Regions from separate parts of the Mus musculus genome. Here all the other regions are linked to region 2. Evidence: chromatin contacts called from public promoter capture Hi-C data. All regions are on one chromosome and are shown on one strand. The core of a region is the stretch at or near the end of the contact, and the rest is flanking DNA. Distances in the headings are between cores, read along the strand shown. Region 1 holds the start of Ephb6 (Eph receptor B6). Region 2 holds the start of Ssbp1 (single-stranded DNA binding protein 1). Region 3 holds the start of Epha1 (Eph receptor A1). Region 4 holds the start of Zyx (zyxin).

Region 1 (2,700 bases), core at 142-2,641, 1.1 Mb before region 2:
AGAATGGCCCTGCCTTTCTCATGCTCAGCCATCATGGCCTGTTATTCCCAGCACACTGGTAACTCCCTGGTCTTTATCATTCATCTTCTTGTACGATGAATGGGCCAATAGACTGGAGAAGACTCATCCATACGTCATTAGGTAGGTACACTGGGGCACTCATGGCAATCTTCCTTCAAGACAAAAGGCTCACAGCTTTCAAGGGTCCATAGTTGCTATGAGCAAGATTCAGTCCCTAAATGTCCTATTACTGGCTCAGCCTCCAAGGACTCTCAACAGCCCTACCAGTCACTCCCACTGGTCTCTCCTTTGAGAAGCATCATCTTCCCTTCCAGAGCCACCTGAGTCAAGTTCCCCTGATGGGTGGAGGGCCTGAGTTAACTGATTGGGAACAGGCTGGGCAGCACTTCTACATGGGCACTGCCAGGGATATTACAACATCAGCTATGCTGGTCCCCTGCCAGTTCCCCCAGGGATGGGAGGAGAGAGGGTGCCAGACGGCCAAGATCAGTGGGCAGGGGCAGAGGCAGGCTGGGCCAAGCACCCAGATGCATAGAGGGGGTGGAGCTGGGGCAGGAGCAAGCAGGATACTTTGTTTGCCACTGGAGGGGGCGTGCTTACGGTTGGGGCTCAAATTCCAAGCCTCTATTTCCAGGCTTAAGGGGGCTGTAGATGTCGATTGCCCCTTGCCCCTGCCAGCTCCACCCTGCAGCGAGGGGATTGGAGAGATGCCACAGGAGTCAGAGGCATGGACAAACCTTTTCTGAATGCTGGGAGCCTGACCTTTGTGAGGTTACCCCCCTCCCCACACACACACACCAAGTCACAGGCACAGGAGGGTCGATGGAAACGTGATGGAAGAATTTTAATACCCAGGACACACAGAATAAAGAGCATGGATGAAGGGGCAGTCTCTCAGAAACCTACTCTCGCCTTGGAGAGCTATACCCAGTACTCCCCCATAAAAGACCCCCATCCAGGGTGTGCATAGGCCCAGGCTAGAGAGATCCTCTACTTTGCAAACCTTAATCCCTTACTCTCCAGACACAGTACCCTCCGACCTCCCAAATCCCGGGCTCACCTTCCCGCCGGCCTCCAGCTCTGCAGGTCTGCGCCCCCCGAGGCCCCCGCGGTGGATCTGCACCTCGCAGATCTTTCCTAGCGTCGCGCGTGTCCTCTCTGGTCTGGGGACCTCGCTTCCCAGGGGCCCGCGTCTGCTCGCAGCTTAGAGTCTCTGGGATTCTGGGAGAGGACCCAAGGCTGCAAGCAGGGACTGCTCCCTAGGCGGGGCCCTGGGGAATCGTGCGGGGGCCGGTGTCACGATCGGAGTCGCTGAGCTGTGGTCTCGGGTTCGGACGCCCGCTGCTCCCCAGCGCTAGCTGGGCGAACGCAGCCGGGCCCGCCCCCTCTCGTCTCTCCCAGCCTGGCCCGCCCCTCTCCAGCCCCTTCAGCCGCTCTCGCTCTCCTCTTCCGGGAGCCGAGCCCGCCCTCTGGGCCTAGGACCCAAGTGCGCGGCGCCGGATCCCCAGCGGGGCGTGCAGTGGAGACGCTGGGCGCGCCTTGGGCCCGCCCGTGTGCCGAGGAGGGTCGGCCTCCTCCCGCAGGTCCTGGCGGGCGGAGGGGACGTGGGCAGGAGGACCGCACGAGTTAGGGTCCGGGAGGAGGCGGCCAGTGGGCGCCGCTGCGAGGCGTGTTTAAAACCCTGTAGCTCGCGCCCGAGCATCAGCGGAGCAAAGCGCTACTGGCTGGCAGCTGATGGCCAGGCTGAAGCCCAGGCGCTGCGCCTATGGCTCCTCCCTTTCTCTTCTTTAACTCTAGGAACTAAACCAGTGGGGCTTCTACTCTGGATTGAACTGAGGTGGGCGTGAGCAGAAAAAAGAAAAAAGAAAAAAAAAAAAAAAAAAAGGAGGAGGTGGAAGGAGAAACAAGTCTTGGGAGCACGGGAGGGCAGAACAACCAGAGACAGTGCAAGCGTCTGGGAAGGAAAAGGTCCCTGTGCTAGCTTCAGACTTGTATCTGTTTCTGTGCCTTGAATCTGGGTCAGCGATGGGGCCTCTGAATTGAACCTTCAACCGCCTCAAAGGCAGGGAAGCCTGGGGCGGAGTCCGGGAAGTCCGATGTCTGTGCCTGGCGCAGACCTGGCTTGGACAAGTCGCTGCACCCAGTCTAGGTGCCACCTCCCTGGCGCGCGCTCCGCAGAGTACCATCCCACAGTGATGAGAGGCCGTAGAAGGTCCACTCAGTCGGTACCTGGATGCAGGGGCGGAACAGAGCGAGCTTGCTACTAGGGAGAAGAGTTTCTACCCAGCCCTAACCATTTCTAAACTAGAGTACTGGTTTGTGGGGGTCTATTGTTTAGGTCCCGCGGAGCAGGGCTGCAGCCTTCGCACGAAGTGTTGCTACCACCTGCTGGTTCTTTGAGGGAGAACAGGTATCCTGTGAAATCTGCACACCCCTTCGCCCCTATTACCCTGTCCCATCTTATACCCCCTTTCACTTATTCAAAGGCATCCTTATGAAAGTACTAGCTAGCTGCTTATGGGCTGATCATAACTGGTACTTAAAGAACATTTAGAAACCAATGAAAATTGTGAAAGAGACTATGAGCCAACATGCACAAGAAACCAAACAATGAAACTCCTTGAGGTACTGCGAGAGAAACAGTCGTTAATGAATTGGCTGAATGAGTGATAGAAAGAT
Region 2 (2,700 bases), core at 87-2,586:
CCCGACTAGATTGCAGAATGGTCATGAATTTGTGGCAAGAAGTGAGCTCTGCTCTCTGGATAGCAAGATGGGAGTGGGGAGGAGAGGGGCCAGAAGGTCATAAAAGACCAGAGCCATATGGGACAAGGTTAGAAGAAATCAGGTGCGATGGGGCAGGCCTGAAATACCATCGGTGACAAAGTAGAAGCAGGAGGAGGAAGGTTCTTGGTCATCTCAGCCTAACAGTGAGTCTCAAGATAGTCTTAACTATGAGTGGCTGTCTCAAAAACAGCAAAACAAAAATGATAATAATAACTTACATAATTAAATGAATACTCTGATCTAAGCACTGGTAACAAATATTTACTAAATTAAATTCATGAGGTGTACTACATATGCGAATACACTTTAAAAATCATTTTTGATTCAGTAAACATTATGAGCTTCACACACACATAAACACACACACACACAAAATCCCTTCTGAATCTCCCACATCAAATAAACACATAGAACACGCTGGATAGGCGTAAGAATCTCGTGCTTATGTATGCAAAATCGAAAAGCAACAAAACAAAACATGGCTATAGACTATGGAAACACGGTTGGAGCACTCACTAATGTAGAAAAGTGACTACCTGTAACACAGGTCTTCGAAACATGGCTTCTGTTTTTCTTACAACCTAATCTTTAGGCTTTTCCTAAAGGAAAGAAAGAAAAGAGAAAAATGATAAATCAAGAAACTACAGTATCCATCAAGAACACACATGCTCTCTAGTCCTAAATCCTAAGCGCGTCCAGCTTCTCGTGCACCCAATTTGCAACCGCATTTTTTGCACGTGTGGGGAGTTCCTTTCTTTTTGAAAACAAAAACTGAGCGAGACAAAAGAAACTCTGTGGTTCTGGGTCTCAACCAGCAGAAAAGAGGGGAAAAACCTGTTCTCACTTGCAATCCATTGTCTGCTAGATTTCTTTACAATAGAAGTTGTCTCGGACATTTTTTTTTCCAACTTGTTCTGTTATTCTAGACCCCTAAAACTGTCTCTACAAACAGTGCGGGCACAGTAAACGCTACTCCGAAAGGACGCAAATCAGTGCCTTCGTCCCCGTTAGCGCTGAGTAAGCCCGGCTCCCCAGCCTCGCCGCGGGGGCAAGAGGCTGCTCTTCCCCCAAAGTGGCGCTCGCGAGCAGCACAGGGAACGGCGGGGGACACTCGGACTCCAGCGAGGAGCCGCACAACTCCTCCCGAGCCCCGCACGCGCCCGTGCACTCGGGAAACACAACTTCGTGCCAGCCTTCTCCCCTCCCTCACCGGACACGCAGAGCCCGACCGCCAGCGGCTCGCTTCCGGCGCACGGAGCCCGCAAAGCTCGCGAGATGCAAGGAAAGACAGGAAATCTCTGAAGTGCGTCGTTGAAATGCCGCCGGCTGATGTCGCCGGAAACACGACCCCTCAATTTAGAAGTGCCAGGAACTTCTGTCCAGGCGGAAGTGGGCGGATCAACGATGCCACCTGTGGGTAGTTTTACGATTTTGGTTTTGTTTTTTTGTTGTTTGGTTTGGTTTAGTTTGGTTGTTGGGGTTTTTTGTTTTGTTTTGTTTTTCCTGATCTCCACCCTCGCTCCGGTAGTGGCCCCGCACTGGCTAACCAAACTCTGGCCAGAACTCTATTCCCAGCCCTAAATTGAAATTATTTGATGTTCCCAGCCTGGGAAAGGGAGTGAGGTAGGTGAAATAAAACATATTTGAGCCCCTGGAGGAACTAAAACCGACACAAGTCTCCTAATGCAGTAAGACTGAAGAATTAATTGCTGTCAAAACCTCGGTGATCTAGATATGTTAACATGTTAAGTCAAAAAATTCAAGAAACACGTGAGGAGCAAAATTTTTAACATCTTTATTAAGTACCGGTCCCAAACTGTGCCTAAGGCACAAGAGAAATGCGCCCTTATATTATGTATTTGTATATATGTTTTCCCTAAAACATTAAAAGTTTATGAAATTCCAAAACATTTTGAAGAAGTGTTAAAAGTCAAAACGTTGCTTTATTTTAAAGCAAAGTGTAATTAAGATTTTACTTTTATAGAAAGAAACTGATCAGTATTTTTTAGATTTTTTTTTTTCATTTTGTGTTTCAATTCTACATCTTTGGCAGTTATTCTAGATGGAAAAGCTTAAAAGAAAGAAAGAGAGAGAGAGAGAGAGAGAGAGAGAGAGAGAGAGAGAGAGAGAAAGAGAAAAGAAAAAAGACACTGTCTCGCTGTGTATCCCTGGCTGGCCTGAAACTTGGATCTCATGTAGACCAGACCAGGCTTGTCTCTAACTCCCAGAGATTCCCCTTGCTGCATCTACCTCCCTAGTGCTGTGATTAAAGGCATGTGCCATCACATCCAGCACTCAGTGACAGTCTTAAACAATCTCAAGTAACTTAAGCTTGTTGATCTTGTATTTGGTAATATCATGTTCATAGTAAAATTTCTTAGTTTTAACATTTCCAAAATACTGCATTGAGACATCTTTTCTTTTGATTGCTGACTTTCTTTTGCTCCTCTAAATCCTATGTTGTTTACCCTAATCCTGGCCCTAGTGAAGTAACGCACTTATGAATCCTACAAATTAAGGAACCCAAGGCAACAAGATTCAGTGGGGCTCCAGTGTTAGACAGAAGGGAACTCCAAACCATTCAAACAGACACACTGCCTCCTAAGGTCCATTCTTTCT
Region 3 (2,700 bases), core at 121-2,620, 1.9 Mb before region 2:
TTTTGAGAGGAACTACAAAAAAATAGTAGATGATTTTTAACTTAGAGCATTTTACAGAGTGGGGAAAGAAGAGTTCTATTCAACATTTAGTTCTTCCCATTGAACATGGTTTTTCCAATGACTATTATATATTACATTTACTTATTTATGTCAACAAGAGTAGGGTAGGTCAAGAAATTAGGGATCATATTTATCTACCAATACTTATATATTTTTTTAAAATGGAAAATAAGAAGAAGCATTAATTCTAATAGTATCTACGATCTACCACTTCCCCTCCAGTACAATGACCAAAATATGCAACAATTTAAATGGTAAAAAGATATGCGTGAGTCATATTAATGGGGTGAAGCCAGAAAAGGATGAAAAAGAGGGGCCCCAGGGACTGGAGCCATGAGTGGCTGCATAGCTCACACTGCTAGCCTGTTTTCATCTCTTTGGGGTTCCGCCCTGCTTACCTTATAGTCATCTGTGTGCTGACTTCAGCTCCCCCTACCCCCTAGCCCTCTTCAGACAAGTAATTTGTTTAGGATAAGTACTTTACTGTCTCTGAGCTTAAAACACATACATAGTGAAAGCTGAACAGACATCTATTAAGTAGGATGGGAGGCAGTCCCAAAGAGAGAGCCCAGAGCTGCCACCTCTTCACTAAAACTGTACTGGAAATGCTCCCCAGGTCCCCGTGTCTGCACCGTGGGTATAAGGCAAAGTTCAAACTCCTCCTCCTGTTTACCAAAACCTTCCCGGTTCTGGTCCACACCTGTCTTTCTGCCCTGGCTCCCAAGACAAATGCTGTGCCCCAGCAGTCAAACTGGTCCATGTACCACTCCCTGAGCACACCTTGAGGCTCCCTGCCTGCAGGCCTTTCTCAATCTCAATCTTTCTCTGCCACTAAACACCCTGGTCACGCCAGCTTCCCCCCCCCCCCCCCCTGAGGATTACTCCTGACTTTGTTAAGGATTGTACCAATTTGCATGGTTGTCATCGAAGCCGAACAGGATGAAGGAATGTCTCCCACTCCTAAATTTCCAAGTGAGCATGACAAGTCTCGAGTCCACAGAAAAGAAAGGGAGTAAAACGGAGATCTTTTTTAAGTCAAGCTGAATTCGATTGAAAGCTGGATCAAAACTGGGTTGGGTTTAGGATACATTTAAGAATGTCTGTCTAGTCAATTCCTAGCAACACCCACTAGGCGGCGCCTTCAGTCTCATTCCAACCAAGACGCCTCCAGGTTTTAAAGTTTATTACCTGTCTAACAAGTTTCCTTCCTGTCCTCCTGTCCCTTTAAGAAGGTGAACCAGGTGAGGCTGAGGCCCCGCCCCTCATCTGGCCCCGCCCTCCGCCCCCGCCTAGCCGGCCTGGATCGCCCAGTCCCTCGCGACCTGGCCCAGCCGTAGGGGCCGTGGTCCCAGGTCCCGGCCGGCGCCATGGAGCGGCGCTGGCCCCTGGGGCTTGCATTGCTGCTGCTGCTGCTCTGCGCCCCGCTGCCCCCGGGGGCGCGCGCCGAGGAAGGTACCGACCCCCGCCCTCTCCCTTTCCCGGCTGACGGGCAGCAGCCTGCAAGAGCCGGCATTCCTGAGGAGGCCCTCTTCCCCGAGCCCCACTACTTCTCCCTGGCTTCTCCCCAGTAGCGGGAAGATCGATTGGCCAGGCCAATCTTTGGTCTTTAACCCCAGACTCCTGCCCACGGGATCAGTCACCCCTACTCTGTTGGCCAGCACTATTTGCTGCGGTTGGAGAGGGAGTTCCTGACCACAGCCAGGAAGCTGCATTCCTACTGCAGCATCATGGGACCCTCCAAATGCCCACCCCTGACTTTGCAGCAGCACTCAGAAGTCTGAGGCGGAAAGCCTCCTTCTGCCAGCCTAACCGGAGCACAAATAATCCTCCAGTGGTGGAAGGATTAGAACTTTTGGGATTGCTAGGTGTAGGGGTCCAATCTTCCACCTAAAGTTTTGCACACTCTGTCCATGCCCCTCCCACTTCCCAAAATCATAGCTTCACCTAAGGCCCCACCTCCTCTACCCTCACCTACCAGAGCAGGCCACTGACAACTGGAGTCAAAATCCAGCAGGATCCCCCTGCCAGGGTCCCACTCAGGACTACAAAGGCTTAGCTTCCCTGACGTCCGCCCACGGCATCCTTGCAGATGTTCTCCAGGGCTCCGTGGGTGCCACGTCTGGGGTTGCTCTTCCAACGCTTGCCGTCCTGACTCTGGTTCAGGCACCAGTCCCCCAGCCCTTGCCCCACTCTGCCTTTCTCCTCTGCCTCAGGATGTCACACTGTTAGGAAGACGTTCTGGGCAGCCTCGGACTGGGGAGTCCCAGAATACCCAGTGTAGGGAGTTGGGTACCACCACCCCAGGGATGACATCGTTCTTTTCTCCCCCATTCAGTCACTCTAATGGACACAAGCACAGCACAAGGAGAGCTGGGCTGGCTTCTGGATCCCCCAGAGACTGGGGTAAGTATTTGAAGGACCTGGGAAAGTTCAAGTTTGAAGGCCAGTGGGAAATGGGGTGGAGAGGTGGGTGGAGGAACAGAAAAGAGCAGGAAAAACTGGAAGTGTCTCCTCAAAGAGGGGGAGGGGAGCTGAGTCAGAGGCTCCTGAATGGTACTCCTAGGGAGCTGGGGGGTGTCAAACTCCACTCAGTGGGACTATCGCTACTCCCTCACCCTCCTACCATAGGGTTGGGGGTGG
Region 4 (2,700 bases), core at 182-2,681, 1.9 Mb before region 2:
AGGGTCAGAGCACCCATCCCAGTCTTCCCTTGTCACCCCACTCCTCTCCAGCCCATGGAGGTGTCCCCCACCCCATCTCCAGCAAAGCTGCCCTTCCAAGCCCTCCCTACCTGCGGTGGGAGCTGGGTAGGGGCCTCAGGCCCTCCCTCCTCCTCCAGTGGAGGTGGAGGGGAGGGGAAGATGTCCTCCTCCAGAGGAGCAGGGGGGAATGGTTCCTCGATCATCGGGGGAGGTGGAGGTGGGAAGGCACCTCCCAGGGCACCCTCTGAGTCGTCGCCCTCCCCAATAAGGGGAGGAGGGGGCAAAGGAAAGTCTGGGTAGGAAGGAGAGAAAAGGCTATCAGTACCGACCCTCTTTCCTCCTCTCCTCAGACGACTGCTTTAACCCCTAATCCAAGAACTCTTTCCTGCATCCCAAGAGTGTGTGCAGACCATAACGAGGGGCTCAGGATGCCCTGGGCGAAGCAGGTCGAGTGAGAACGAGCCAGGTTGAAGAACCGTGCAGCTCCCGTTACACTTCAGAGAACGGATCCAGAGGGGAAGATTCCTGGCCCACATTCCCGCCTCCTACCCCCAGGCGGGAGACTTGGAACAGTCCCAAGGGTCCTGGCTCCCAGCCAGGAGCTCCAAGATGAGGTAAGAACATCTGCTCAGGACAGGGTAGCCACCCAGCGCCCAGCCCCCTCCGCAACAGCCTTTTCAGACAACCCCAAATTCCCCAAACCACCGACCCCCACCCCTGGCGCCCGAGAAAGATCAGGGCCCCCAATCCCAGCCGCATACCTTCCGGGGGTGGTGGTGGGATCTCGCCCACCCGACCCATCTGCGCTCTTTGGGCCCCGGCTGCTACAGGAGGCTCGCTGTCCCCAGGCCGGAAAGGATTCACTTTGGGCTTTGGGGCCACAACCGGGGCGAACTTCTTCTGCGGGGCGTAAAACGCGGGGGCCGAGACGGAGACGGAGATCGCGGGAGGCGGGCGGGGGGCCGCCATGGCCAGGCCGGGCTGCAGGGGGTGGGGTCGTCAGGTTACGCAGAGCGGTGTCGGACTGACACTCCTCGGTCTAAGCGCCCCTCGGTGACCCCACCCGCGCCTCCCCGCGTCCCCTTCCCGGGGCGGCGGAGCTTCTCCCCGCTCCTCACCGCGCGCAGGAGCGTGAGAGGCGCGTCTCGGATGACCGCCTCGGCGCCGAGTCCGCGGACTCTGCGTCCCGGTCCGGAGCCGCTTCTAGCCAAGCGGGGAGGGACGTCGTGCACGGGAAGGGAGGGAGGGGGCGGGGAGAGAGCGGCGCCCAGACCATACAAGGAGCGGCCCGGAGAGGGGGCGGGGAGAGACCGGGGAGGGAGGACCCGACAGGAAACTCCCCCAGGAAGGGGCCCAGGTCCTGCCCCGGGCTCCAGGCTCTGCAAAGGTCCGCCTGCGGCCTCCCTACTCACCACCGCCCCCGCCGGGCACAGACCACCCTTCCCCAGCACAGGCCTCTGATGTCATTTCCTGACCTGCCACCTACCCCACCTCCCTCCTCCCGACCCGCGAGTGCTGGAGAACTGACTCACTGTCCGCACTCCAGGCTGAGCAGGCTGGCTAGTAATCCCAGCGGTCCTGAAGCAGCTCAGTCGCGCACCCCGGGCCTGCCTGCCATTGACCGACCCCGCCCCTCCCTGCAGCTTCAGCTCCGCGTCCCACGTGTCCTGTGGTCAGTCCCGGAACGCAGGACTGGGATGGAACTGTACTCCTGGGTGGGCGGGGGATGGTGAAGGGACGTTGGCCCTGCGGGCACTTGGCTCCCAGGCCGGCCTTCTGTAACCCACTAGTGTGTGAGCAGGAGCCTAAGCTGGGGGAATGCTAACTTCCTGAGCTAGGCAGCCTCTTAAGGCTTCTAGGAATTCGCTTTGCCCTAGACCCGCCTGCAATAGTATTGCCCCGGGGACAAGAGTCCAGTGCTTTGAGTCCAGGAATGGAGGTACAAGGGCGAAGTCAGGGCGAGTGGTCAGACAACCTAGGAAGACCCAAATAGCCCCCGGGGACTAGTCCTTGAGGATCCCTTCAGCAAGCCTTTCCCAGTCCCTCAAGAGTCTTTGGGTTGTCAGCGCGCCCCGGGACAAAGCTCGGTGGAGCCCCCCACTGGTCCTACCAGATTCCTCAGCCTGAGACTGCCCCAGGCTACATGAAAGAGATATGACTAAGCTGGTGTCTGCTTTTCTTACTTTCTTAATCTTGCATCTTTCCCTTCCGATCTTCTTCTTCTTCTTCTTTTTTTTTTTTTAAACAACACACGGAAACTTCGTCCAAATTATAGAGTTACGAGCTAGAGCCTCTAGTCCAATATCCAACCCTCGGTGCTTCCTTTGGTTTCGCCCTGTCATCCCTGGCTGAGGCTCCAAACCTTGGCGCTCCCCATCTGCTGCACCCTACTGTCCAGTATGGTTGGTCAGTATATGTCCTTGAGCTATGCTTTAGGGGCATGCAAACTAACCCCATGAACCTAGGATAAGAAACTGGGGGATGTTACCTGAAAAGACGGCCCCAAGGGTTGCACTCAGGTCAGAGTTAATTAACCCTGTTGGCAAAGATGGAGAAACTCCGTGAGGTCAGGGAGCCTGGTTTCCAACTCAGTGGACAAGATTTTTCATTCATTCGGTTTCATTGCCTCCATTGTAAAAGGGATGGCATTTAGTTCGTTTGCCTGCTGCTTTATGTGAA

What was found. Promoter capture Hi-C pulls out the DNA fragments that hold promoters and counts their contacts. Capture Hi-C pulls out chosen DNA fragments and counts their contacts.
Region 1: a contact with region 2 is called in a promoter capture Hi-C map of the HPC-7 cell line, with 4 times the contacts expected there. The contact joins the promoter of Ephb6 here to the promoter of Ssbp1 in region 2. A contact is called at or near these places in 5 of 39 promoter capture datasets (the HPC-7 cell line, embryonic stem cells, hippocampal neurons and 2 more) and 2 of 484 Hi-C or Micro-C datasets (CD4 T cells and uterus).
Region 3: a promoter capture Hi-C map of liver shows a contact between it and region 2, with 2.8 times the contacts expected there. The contact joins the promoter of Epha1 here to the promoter of Ssbp1 in region 2. A contact is called at or near these places in 4 of 39 promoter capture datasets (the HPC-7 cell line, embryonic stem cells and liver) and 2 of 115 datasets of contacts at active chromatin or transcription factors (astrocytes and pancreatic cancer cells).
Region 4: a contact with region 2 is called in a promoter capture Hi-C map of liver, with 4 times the contacts expected there. The contact joins the promoter of Zyx here to the promoter of Ssbp1 in region 2. A contact is called at or near these places in 3 of 39 promoter capture datasets (embryonic stem cells, liver and pre-B cells), 3 of 484 Hi-C or Micro-C datasets (CD4 T cells, CD8 T cells and the G1E-ER4 cell line) and 2 of 9 other capture datasets (adipose tissue and liver).

Annotation. Positions count from the first base shown.
Region 1 is chr6:41,604,202-41,606,901 of GRCm38.p6, reverse strand. Ephb6 (Eph receptor B6) reads right to left here and starts at 1,391. Exons shown (of 18, transcript NM_001146351.2): 1 at 1,082-1,391.
Region 2 is chr6:40,470,051-40,472,750 of GRCm38.p6, reverse strand. It overlaps Ssbp1 (single-stranded DNA binding protein 1), which reads right to left and starts at 1,336. Exons shown (of 6, transcript NM_028358.2): 1 at 1,292-1,336; 2 at 618-680. The coding sequence starts at 641.
Region 3 is chr6:42,371,938-42,374,637 of GRCm38.p6, reverse strand. It overlaps Epha1 (Eph receptor A1), which reads left to right and starts at 1,370. Exons shown (of 18, transcript NM_023580.4): 1 at 1,370-1,512; 2 at 2,396-2,463. The coding sequence starts at 1,428. The region is part of intron 2 of 2010310C07Rik (RIKEN cDNA 2010310C07 gene); the gene reads right to left.
Region 4 is chr6:42,348,559-42,351,258 of GRCm38.p6, reverse strand. Zyx (zyxin) reads right to left here and starts at 1,431. Exons shown (of 10, transcript NM_011777.3): 1 at 1,140-1,431; 2 at 783-1,002; 3 at 111-313. The coding sequence starts at 990.